Linked DNA regions of Mus musculus: all the other regions are linked to region 3. Evidence: chromatin contacts called from public promoter capture Hi-C data. All regions are on one chromosome and are shown on one strand. The core of a region is the stretch at or near the end of the contact, and the rest is flanking DNA. Distances in the headings are between cores, read along the strand shown. Region 1 overlaps Gabrg3 (gamma-aminobutyric acid (GABA) A receptor, subunit gamma 3). Region 2 overlaps Oca2 (oculocutaneous albinism II). Region 3 holds the start of Gabrg3 (gamma-aminobutyric acid (GABA) A receptor, subunit gamma 3).

What was found. Promoter capture Hi-C pulls out the DNA fragments that hold promoters and counts their contacts.
Region 1: a promoter capture Hi-C map of hippocampal neurons shows a contact between it and region 3, with 2.6 times the contacts expected there. The contact joins the enhancer-like site here to the promoter of Gabrg3 in region 3. A contact is called at or near these places in 4 of 39 promoter capture datasets (the 3T3-L1 cell line, frontonasal cranial neural crest, hippocampal neurons and 1 more), 2 of 115 datasets of contacts at active chromatin or transcription factors (astrocytes and forebrain) and 1 of 9 other capture datasets (liver).
Region 2: a promoter capture Hi-C map of stem cell-derived epiblast-like cells shows a contact between it and region 3, with 5 times the contacts expected there. The contact joins the enhancer-like site here to the promoter of Gabrg3 in region 3. A contact is called at or near these places in 4 of 39 promoter capture datasets (the 3T3-L1 cell line, the C10 cell line, embryonic stem cells and 1 more), 4 of 115 datasets of contacts at active chromatin or transcription factors (VIP interneurons, astrocytes, forebrain and 1 more) and 1 of 9 other capture datasets (adipose tissue).

The regions. Positions count from the first base shown.
Region 1 is chr7:56,763,775-56,767,484 of GRCm38.p6, forward strand. All of the region lies in intron 6 of Gabrg3 (gamma-aminobutyric acid (GABA) A receptor, subunit gamma 3), which reads right to left. Among named protein-coding and RNA genes, the nearest start is that of Oca2, 530 kb to the left of the region's middle. Within about 2 kb of position 2,282, at least 16 of the 459 cell types and tissues checked have an H3K27ac peak or open chromatin away from gene starts, as enhancers often do. A contact at or near this core is called in forebrain and hippocampal neurons, where this site is marked.
Region 2 is chr7:56,417,800-56,421,690 of GRCm38.p6, forward strand. The region is part of intron 21 of Oca2 (oculocutaneous albinism II); the gene reads left to right. Among named protein-coding and RNA genes, the nearest start is that of Oca2, 180 kb to the left of the region's middle. Within about 2 kb of position 1,547, at least 36 of the 459 cell types and tissues checked have an H3K27ac peak or open chromatin away from gene starts, as enhancers often do. A contact at or near this core is called in VIP interneurons, adipose tissue, astrocytes and 2 more, where this site is marked.
Region 3 is chr7:57,385,406-57,388,982 of GRCm38.p6, forward strand. Gabrg3 (gamma-aminobutyric acid (GABA) A receptor, subunit gamma 3) reads right to left here and starts at 1,810. Exons shown (of 10, transcript NM_008074.3): 1 at 1,316-1,810. The coding sequence starts at 1,368. Gm9962 (predicted gene 9962) reads left to right here and starts at 1,867. Exons shown (of 3, transcript NR_033504.1): 1 at 1,867-1,989.

The sequences.
Region 1 (3,710 bases), core at 1,032-3,531, 620 kb before region 3:
AAAGTCACTGTGCCTGGTAACTAGAAACAAGGCCTTCCCCTCTCAGACTTCTTATCATACAGGCCATAAACAAGACCTGTCTATCCCTCTCCCTGAGACACCAGTGCCAACTGTTCTTTATAACTGGGAAGATTAAGATGTCCTAACACTCAGCTACTATTATGCCCCAGCTCCAGCTGGAGGGGAATGATGTCAGATCACTCACAGAGCTGTGTATACTGATAGACCCTGGCTAAATGCAAGGACATTGCTAAAAACATCCGAGTCTTCAAAAATACATTTTTCAAACTTGAGAAGGTCAGCTTAGAAAATGTTTAGAATTTTCTGAAAGGTTGTTTTAATCTTATTTTCTTTTTTTCTCCTTTATTCTAAAACCTTTGAGGAAAACATCCCATATAATTCTTTCAAGTATAATCCATTATATAAAGTTTTATGAAAGCCTTCCACTTCTACACTGATGTAGTGAACTGCATGAGCTAGCTACTCAAGAGTTGTTTTAGAACTCATCTGCCTAACATTGCTGTGGTTTTTATTCTGAAGAAGAATTGATGAAAGTTAAATCTTATTTTAAAAACTCTCATCATTATACTTCTTTTCCACTTTGGAGTTTGTAAAAAATATAACATCAAATTTTTATATAAGTATAACATACTTGAGGGAAACAAAATTCTAGAAATATATATATACATACACACACACACACACACACACACACACACACACACACACACACACATATTCTAACAATGAATGATGACGGGTTTAAAAATATTTTCTGTGATTGTAAAGATTAGAAAGTTTAAATAATAAACATTTGGAATGTGTACCATTGATATTAGAAGGTGATCATGCTCCAGAGATGCCAGGAGATGATCATTGGAATTTCTGTAGTTTCAGCAAATTCGTGGCCAAAACAGAACTGGTAAAATTATGAGCCTCTTCCACTTTATAGACTAGTGTAAGCATTTTTCTTTGGTTCAAAGTGACTAGCTTATTTTTCCTTATTAAATAATGCTGTATCTTTTTCTTCAGTCTGTTGTACAGATTGAAGACACAGAATCTCATGGGTAAAAGTTATGTCAGGGCACGTGGTGTACAGGCACAAGGTGAATTCAGATATACTGTTGTCACTGGTTCCTTTATCAATATAAGAGGAAATAAACATAGGCTGGGGACATGGTCTGTTCTACATCAAGAAAAAAAAATTAAAAGCAGCACTCCTTGGAATCTACATAGAGCTCTGTAACCCCTTCTCTAAAGTACATTTTGGCTTCAGTAAAACAAAAAAAGACATTAAGAAAGATGCCCCAGTGTAGGGGAATCGTAGGTGGGGAGATAGGCTTGGGTGGGTGGGTGGAACACCCTCATAGAAGCAGGGGGAGGGAGGATGGGAATAGAGGTTTTCTGGGTGGGGTGGACCAGCAAAGGGGATAACATATGAAATATAAATAAAGAAAATAACAAAAAAAGAAGATATCTGTAGATTGATAAGGTGGCCCAGCCAATAAGGATATTTGTCACCAAACTTGGCAAGGTGGGTTGAATCCCTGAAACCTACATGGTGAAAGTTGTGTTCTGAAATAGCACACTATAACACGTACATACTCACATATGTGCACATACACACTGACACCAACAGGCAAATAAGAGATCTGATCTAGAAAAGGACCATGATCAAATAATCATATGCAACTCTTCTGCCTCCCCTAGACTTTCCACAACAGTGCTAATGGGTTGGTGGGCAGTCACCAGGATTAACCATTTTCCATTGTTCTAGGGGCCAGTGGTACTAATTTCACACCATTCTCAGATTTTTCTGAGAATGAAGCAAGAGCTGAGTGTATCATTTCATTAACTCTCTTTATCTGCAAATTTATTGCAAGAGAAAGGAAAAGCCTGATCCCTCTGCTTAAGACCCATGGAGGGAGTCGTGCGACACTCCCAGCTAAATCTTCAAGTCTCATTAAAACTGCTAGCTACTTTCCATAAAAGAAGTTTTGTTCTAAGTTCAGCATAATTAGCCCTGATAAAAGGGCTGATCACAACACCGTGCAGCTCTGGGTAAAGCTCATACCTTAAGAGTTCCATGCGCTGATTTAAAAAGGCTTTGAGTACCAAGGAACAATAGATAAGACCAGCACAGTTTGATAGCAAGCCTTTGAAAAAGCAAAATCACACAAACCTTATATCAGTGGGAAAAAAATTAAAGAAGAAAACGACTGGTTTGGGCTTGTCAGAATGGTAAGAAAAGCTTCAGGCCCAGGCCCAGCAGTGCTGCCCACGCATTGGAGGTAGGAGCTTGCAGCAGTGGGAAATCTCCCTGTCCTTGTGGTTTCGCATCCAAGTGCTTTTGCTGGCTTAATGATTTTGCTAGGTTCCCTGAAAACTGAGGGTCGGGTCCTGTTAATAAGATGAAATCTTTCTCGCAGTATTGCTATGGTAAAAATGATTGACATCACAGTGAGAGCCTAAACTCAGGCAAGGCTCATAGTGTGTGTGCTGCTGGAGGCTATGCCTGCAGCCTGCCAGGCCTACCTTCCTCTATGAATAAAGACACTGATACACACTGTGCTGGTCAGAGGGTTCAGCAAAGACCAAACAAAAGGCATAAAATGTTACAAGCAAATGTTCTTATCTCCGTATTAAATGTAAAAATTAACTTAGGTCTGGAGGTAAGAATACTTAATTAAATATGATTTTAAAGGGATACATATGTTCATTTATGAATTCAATCATGAATTTTCATCTTTTAGTGGAAAGGATCATTATACCAAGCAGAGGATTCCCACTTTCCTCTGGGAATTATAGAGGAAGGATGACTTGGTAGATTTTGAGGGTTTTTTTTTTCACTCAATCTTATAGTCAAAGAGACTGTCGCTATTTTTAGAATGATAACTATGAACCTGGAGTGGTTTATTTTCCAGACTGCATTGAGGTAAATGTGAAGAGATTGAAGTTTTACTTTATTCTATGAGAGGTATTTAAACACATATTTCTATTCTCATTCAAGTTATAAATCTCACCATATATCCCTGTTAAAATGTGCCTTACTGAGTTAAATGCTAGCAGGTAAATTAATGGTCTATTTAGTAAAGGAAGCTAATGCATAAATACCCTGACTCTCCCTCATAGCAAATGCCTTCAGGCAATAATAATAATAGATATTATTTCTATTTATAGATGACAGCTATGCACTTGACATAGGTTCGCTCACTGAAATTCACAGTAGCGACCAAAGGAGATAACAATCTCCTCGTCATTGTTATGGTCACAGCAACTGTCAGAGGCTGCACTCTGAGGCTGAAATCCCCACCTCACCCCCAGTGAGAATTTACTCTACACACTCAGGAAAAGAAAATCAAGCCAAACTCTTTTAATGATAGCTCATGTCCATTTCTGGTGAATGCCCCAAGAAGAGGTAGCCACAAACAGCCTTTACTAAGTTGTATACAACTTAGGCTTGTGTATTCCATATATGCTGCCACCCTTAGATCCTTTTCTCATCCTATACCCAGGTTACACTTTCAACAAGTTAAATAGGCACAGGAAATTTCAAGTCTGTCTACCTGGGCAGATGGGAGATTCTTACAGCAAAGCGATGGCCAGAATTGCTTCTTAAGTACACCAGTATTCTCTTGCTCAGCTGGCGGAATTATGCCATTGTTAAGAGACGTGGAGACTCTTTAGTAGAGCGGGATGTTATAATGTCC
Region 2 (3,891 bases), core at 297-2,796, 970 kb before region 3:
TTATTTGCTTCATAGTTGTGTTTGGCACTCAAGGCTTATTGTTCATGTGATGTATTTCTTTTATCCTGGGCGAGGTTTCTATCTTCTCTTCAAGTCTTTGCTGTATCTCGTTCCAATGCTTTATTTTTGTTCTTTTAAAATATTGTTTCGTGGGCTGAAGAGATGGATCAGTAGTTAAGGCTACTGTCATTCACATAGTGGCTCACAATCATCTATAACTGCAATCCCAGGGGACCCAACACCCTCTTCAGGCCTCTAAGGGCACTGGAAATGCACGTGGTGCACAGGCAGAATGAAGACCGAACATTCATTTGGATAAAATGAAAAAAGAACCAAACTCTTTTCTTCACATTTCTTTTTAGTTTCTTAAAAAACACTCAAACACTATGTAAATAACTTTTCAAAAATTCTAAGTAGAGAACCTTAGCGGTTAACAATTTTATTCATCGAGTTTTAGTGAGGACCATTTTATTTGATAGTTCAGCCTGTGGCAGACCACAGTGAGTTCACCCTCCTTGGATGAGTGCAAAGCCAATCAGCACACGAGGCAATAAAAGACCTAAGGAAGCTTTATTAGGAGCACAAGTAAGAAGAGCTCTGGGATAACTCCCAAAGCACCAGTCTCCTTAAACAAAGGAGACGGAGGGATTTTATTAGGGAAACTCATGCATATTCATGTTGAAAAAAAAAAGAGCCATGCCTGGCATAAATGGATAAAAATAGGAATTAATCATGGTAGGTTGCTTTTCCCTAAGTAACTCTTTGTTTATATCTTCAAACTATACCACTCTTCAGGCTCTCTTAGAGCTTTACTGTGTCCCCCAGAGTCATAGGCTCCATCTCTGCCTGCCCCTCCGGCTGGGCCTCCCCTATCTGAGACACACCATTGCATCACAAGAGACAGGGTGCCTCTTTTTACCATCTCCTTAACCTTTGCTTTGTTGATTTTGCATCTGGTAACAGCTCTCTCTCCTTCTCTGTCCTGGCACCTGCACCTGCATAAGTGCAGATGCGGATTGGGAATCCTACACCTGTGCTGGTACAATGTGATGGCAAATGCCCATGCAGAGCCTTCTTTTGCTCCTGTGGAAGGTGATGCAGTGGTCCTCTGCACTCTATGGGTGTATCCAAGGGAGTGGAGGATGGAGATGTGGGGTGGGGTGCAGGGGAGGGGGCATGAACGAGACTGCCAGCAGAATTGCTTCGTTATTAAGATAAGGATTTTTGTTTTTGTTTTTGTTTGTTTGTTTTAATTGTGACTAAGAGATAATGTCCAGAGGTATCTGGAGGAGTCCAGAGTAGAGAGAAAGAGAAATTAGATGGGGGCCTAGTCAGTTCTAGAGATGGGAAAGAATGGGAGAGAATGGTGGAGATAGTGAGGTAGCAAGAAATAGAGGAGAGAGTAGGATGGGGAAAGGGAGGGAGGGAGGGAGGAAAGGAAGGAGAGAGAGGACAGAGACAGCAAGAGGGAGTGGTGAACAAGAGCATGAACAGTGAAAGAGAGACCGGCTACAGAGTGTGGGGGGAGACATCCTTTGAATCATAAGGAGGATGAGTATCTGGAGGAGGAAAGGGCAGGATGCTAGCATGGACTTAGAGTTGTGTAACAGGTACTGAGAGGGTCTGGTGGCCAGCATCGACTTTGATATGCTGATTGGCACCACAGGTAGCCACTTGTCCCCTCTGCTAGGGGTATGGGGAATGACTTCTTTTGGCAGCTAGGAACCAGTTTTGCAAGTGCCTAAGGAATTCTGGCTTTTATCTAATCACCAGAAATCTTTCTACAGTTTAGCCTGCGCTCATTTCTAGACGCTGACAGCAGAGCCAAACAGCAGGCTTGCAGAGTGCTTGTGTGGCCCACGGCCAGTGATGTGGAACTAGCCAGCTGCCTATTACTGCTTTTGGTTTTATTTTTTCCTTTGCAGTCAGTGATACACTGCCTGGGAATTTTCCATTGCTTAATAAAAGACCAGGGCTTGAGAATGTGCCCCCTTCTTCTTCCACCCACTAAGTGCCTGCCTACCTGCAGCAGACTCTTCCCCTGGGCCAACTGTGGAAAGCTGGAGCCAATGCCTCTGGGTTTCAAGGGCTGTTTTATGGATCTCTAGCCTCCTTTGTCCAAGGCCAGGTGTGTAGAGTGACTCCCTACTGTGAACCTGTGTTTGGCAGTTTCCCTCACTGATTTGGCTCTGACCCACTGACTGATCAGTGGTTTGAGGGGCACCAGGTTTCCTGTCTACAGAGACTTCCTTCTCTCTGGAAGTGTCTTCATTCTCCACAGATGTAGAGCTTTCGGCATGTAGGGAACACTTAGGGAAACTCACCAAGGGCCAAAGTGCTGGCAGACAGCTGCTGTTTCAAAGGACTATTAGTACAGATGCAGTTGGGAGTCAGAGGCCTCTTGGTGAGGAGCTGCCGTGGCTGCAGGAAAATAGTAGTGATGTGACCCTTTAATACAGTTCCTTATGTTGTAGTGATCTCCAACACATTCATTATGTGAACTGTGTACACAGAACAGCTCATGTGTGTCAGTTGTAGAGTTCTACTTTGCACAGTCAGGAAAGAACGAGTTATCATTTGGAGGGAGGATAGTCAGAGAATTAGCCCATAAATGGCAGGATGGCACCATGAGTATTTGATTTATGCCCAGAGGAGAAAGAATCAGTCAGGAGATGAGCTCAGTTTTCCATGTTGTCTGGATAAGGCTTCCAGGAACGTTGTACTGAGAGCAGTGTAGATTATGGAAGGCATCCATGTTCCAGGGTTTGGTGAGAGACAAAGTTTGCTATTAGCTGTTTTTTCTAGTTTTAAGACTAGGCTTCATGATGTTGCCCTGGGCCTGGAATAGGCTAAGTCAATAGAAGCTATGGGGATCTTGGTGTTGAGATATTTCAATATTTGGACACATTTTTCCATGCCTGGGAATCCCCTTTACACCCTTTACACTCACCTGCCTTTCTTTCCTTGCTCATTCTTCCTGTCTGCAGTGGACAAGAGCTTGTGGGAATCTGAGTATAGCCCCATAGCAGAGAATTTCTAGGTCTCTGCTACAGTGCCCTCAAGGGAACCTGAAATACATAGCTAAGCACTGAGAATTCTATGACAGTTTTTCTTTGTTGAAGCCTCCCTCCCTTTTTTTCATACTCCTTCGTTTGAATGGGAAAGATTTTGTGGCAACGTTTGGATTTAAAATGTTATAATTTTTGTCCTGGCCTGAATTCAAATGATGCACACTTGTGCACATAATTTTATAGTTCTTAAAAATTGTTGTGTTTTTTTTTTTTTTTGTTTTGGATACACATAGTTGTGTGTATTGCCATTTAGCTCATGTGTGAAGTCAGTTTTTTGAACGCCATTTTTTTCTTCAGCAGTTTCTCATCCCAGGTCTGTTTCCAGGCCCACAAGGAGGCATTCTAGCAAGTGTTGCTGTTGGCTGTCGTAGCTGGGATCAGAAAACCATGCATGATAAAGGTCAAAGGTCCTTCACACACACACTTACATTTTGTTTTTTACTTGATGCCATTTTTGGTTTTAGCCTTTTTCTTTTTTTCTAAAATGTTCTGAAACAAAATAATATAGAGAGCTGAGCCAGGTCCAGTGGCCTGCAATTAGGCTAAATAACACAGCAGTTATAGGCACTCATGGCTGGGTTTCTGCAGAGGGAGGATCTGGATTGGATCCCAATATGCCATTTATGAGAACTAAATAAGGCTATCCTAAGAGGAATAGGAATGTGAGCAACAAAGGCACCCTGTCCCCTCCACGAACTTGACAATGCAGGTTGCAGGACTTCCCCAATGGGTAGGTGATGAGTGAGTCCTCTGGCTAGGGAAGGTGACCTTGGAGGGAAATTGCAGGGCCACAAGCCCGCCCTCCCTCTCCCAAGTGTGT
Region 3 (3,577 bases), core at 560-3,059:
CAAGCTAGGTTTTTGAGTTGATGGCTATGGCAAGGGACTGGGTGATGGGACTGTAGCTTTCCTGATGCTTCTGGTGGTATCTGCCTCTAAACTAAGATTCCTCCAGGCACAATCTCCTTCAAAAGACACTTTCCACTGCACTTTCTAACTCCCTCCCTGGAGAGAAGAAACTTTGGTGGAGAGGCCTCGGATCCTCTGCTTCCTGAATGACTGTTCAAGTCTCCAGTGTCAATTCAGGAAAAACAAGTCCTGGCCGGTGGGGCAGGACTTTATTTATGGTTGCAGTAAGAATTTGGGAAGCCCTCTCTCATAGTTTGGGGGGGGGGGTTATTAGGCTGTCGTCCGAGTTCCAGTATTTCACAAATGTGAATGAAATAAAAGCCTGTGACAGCTATAGGACCTGTGACCCTCAGGGATAGCTCCTTTCTAATTTGCTTTCTAAGCCAGGGAATTGAGAAATGTCAAAACAAGTGTGTTCTGGGAATGGGGTGTCCTCCAATTCCTAGGGTGACAGTTGGGGAGACAACCAGGAATTTCCAAAACTCAGGTTAGTTCTGCAGGAGCTAATCAGAGCACCAATCTAGGAGGTGGAATTAAACCATGTCAGCATCTCTAGTTGTGTTTATGGCAACAGGCTTTAACCCTTCTGGTGCCACTGTCCTTCTTCTGAGCCCTTCTCTGTCTGCGGGGTGAATCTTCTGTTAGCTGACTGGTGCTGGTTTGGGGTATTCACAGTGAGATAATTTCTTACAGCTTCAAGAAGCTTCCATGTGAACCGCAACCTGATTCTTTAATAGAGATGGGGTGCTTGTGTGTGCTGCTGTAGGACCTGGAGAAGAAGCAGGGCTCTTCCTGACCACCTGCCCCAGCCCCCTCCACTTTCCTCCTGCAAATTACCTCTTCTGTAATCTATATAGGGTGGTTGAGAAAACAGAATTCCTGGGTCCGGAGGTTTCTTTTCAGTGCTGGAACATATAGAGTGTTAACCAATGCATGTCAGAAAGCCCTTGGATAACTGATGAGAAAGATAAGGCTACTGCCTCATCATTTTGATTTCCCAAGTCCCTTGAAACCACCACATCCTATAATCACCCAAACAGTCCCCACACAAACCGGCTTGCAGAGGGCTGTGGCGGCCTTGGAGCTGAGGTCTGGACCTGGGGGAGACCTACAGGTGAGGAGGTGAGGTGCGGGAACCTTCCCTCTTCTGCAGCCCAGTGGACGGCGCGCACCTGGGACTGGCGGCCGGCAGACGGCGCCCCCCGCCGCCCTTCCGCCCCCGCCGGCCTCTTGGAAACGCCTGGGAGCCACTTACCGAGCATGCAAGCCCGAGAACAGGCAGAGGAGAAGCAGCAGCTTTGCAGCCATGGCTCTCCGGGAGCGGGTCCGAGGCCTCTGCAGGGCTTGGTCTCTACTTGCTCCGGCGCCTACTAGACTCCCACGGGCTGCAGCGCCCAGGGTTCTGCGGACTGGGAGGGACAGGTGTCTGCTCCGAGCGCCGCGTCCCCGACGGTCCGGCTCTGCGGGGCGCACACGAGCTGGGGTGCGTCCGCTCTCGGGAGCGATCAGCACGGGGAAGGGGGGGCAGCAGGTGGCCGGGCACCCTCCTCCCGCAGCCCGAGCCCCCCACCTCCCGGGCCGGCTCGGGGCTCTGCGCTGGGGCAGCTGCGCTCCGAAGCGTGGCGGGAGGTCGCGGTTGCCTCGGTGGTGCCCGCCGGCCGCGGCGGGGAGGAGTTTCCCCAATTAACACGCTTGGCAATGCCAGGCGAAGGCAGCGAGGTTTGAATGGACTCGGAGTTGGGAGGTCGGGAAGGGGGCGGGGCTGGTGGGTGGGAAGGAGAGCTTGGGGATCCCGCAAGGAGGCGCAGAAGGGGCCTGGGGACTGGCCCGTGTCATCGATGGAGTCATGGGCACTGGTAGTTTTACTGCAGCGCACCCACCCTGCTTGTCCCCTGTGCCGTGTGCCTTCTCTTAGGGACGCCATTGCAAGTAAGTGAGATGGTTTGCCAAAAGGCGATCTTCTCTAGGGTGGTGCTTGCTTACCTGAACTCCCCCTGGTGCTCATAACTGTGGCTTGCTGGGGAAGTCCCAACAATGTCCCCTTTTCGCAGAAAAGAGAGACTAAAACACTATCAGTAATTAGTAGAAGTGAAATGTTTAAGGCCAGAGAGAAGGCACCGGAGCCAGAAAGCAAAGGACCCTGTTGGATGGGACTGACGTTATTTTCATGTTCCAAACTGAAATTGCTTGTTTTTATTTGTAGGATCGTTTAGAAAGCTAATCTTTTGGCATGCAAACATTAACTTCAACACAAATAGGAATTTTACTTCCATAATTAAAAAAAAAAAAACCTTAGAAATATATTTTCAACTACTAATCATAGACACGACAGTTTCGTTAATACTGGATGCTATAAAGTACTTCCCTTGCAGCCAATTTGCCACCATCATTATAAGTAGCTATGCCTGCTTGCAGGAATGCATCAAGTTTGGGCCTGTGGATTGCTGGCTTTCTTTCACAGAAGGAGGGGTTGGGAAGGTCATTGGATCCTCACCTGATGTCTAAACACTTCTCCCAGTCATTTCTTTGCAATTTTGCCCCCCATTGCCAATAGTCTGTGTCTAGGGGAAGGAGGTACTAGAACACATAGGCTTGGAAAAACTAGAGCAAGGAGATGAAGAGACCATTAATCATGTTAAGTGAAGTTGTTTTGTGAGCACCCAAGATCCTGTCAGCAACCTCTTACCTCTGTAGGGTATGGCCAATAAACTCCAGGTCCACAGGCTAAACTGTGTGGGGGTGAACACTGTTTTGTTGTTAGGGCCCAGGAGGAGGGTGTTGACAATGCTCCTATCTCCCCAAGAGAAGGGATTTTAGAAACACTGACAGTAAGCTTTTTCATAAAATACAGAGAGAAGCAGGTTGAAGCTCTTGGGAATTCCCTCCCTTGTCTCTAGATTCTCAGGTTAAGAATCGTAAGCCTGCTGGAGGCTGGAGGCTTTTCTTGATAATAGCATTGCTTTTAACTAAGGATTGTGCTATCTTGGTTAATCCCAGGCCACTGCCTTCTTCCTGTGTCACCCAGCTCACCCCAATCAGGACATTTTTTTATCACCCCTCTTTACCTGCACTTATATAAGTCTGAATGCCTATGTCCCATGGAGATTCCTAACAGCCAACACCTACCTTCCTTCTTGAAGTTTCTATCAAACTCTCCTTCATCTCTAATTTCTGTACCATACAAAGGAACCCTTCAGAATCTAGTCAAAGGATGGTGCACAAGCATCCTGAGTCTCTAAACAAATGCAATCATGACTCAAATTTTCACTCCAAGGACTGGTTTCTAGGATCGCTGGGAATGCTAAATCTGTTACAGAACACGTGTTAAGATTTTCATAGACCTCTGGTATGGTTTAAGCCATCTCTAGATTATTTGTAATGTCTACTATGTATAAATGTCATGTAAGTAGTTGTTATGGTTGTTTATGGAATAAGAGAAATGCCTGTCTGGTAGTGATATGCTTTTTAAAGACAATATTTGTATTCAAGTGTGTTTGAACCCAAAGAAGCAGAATTC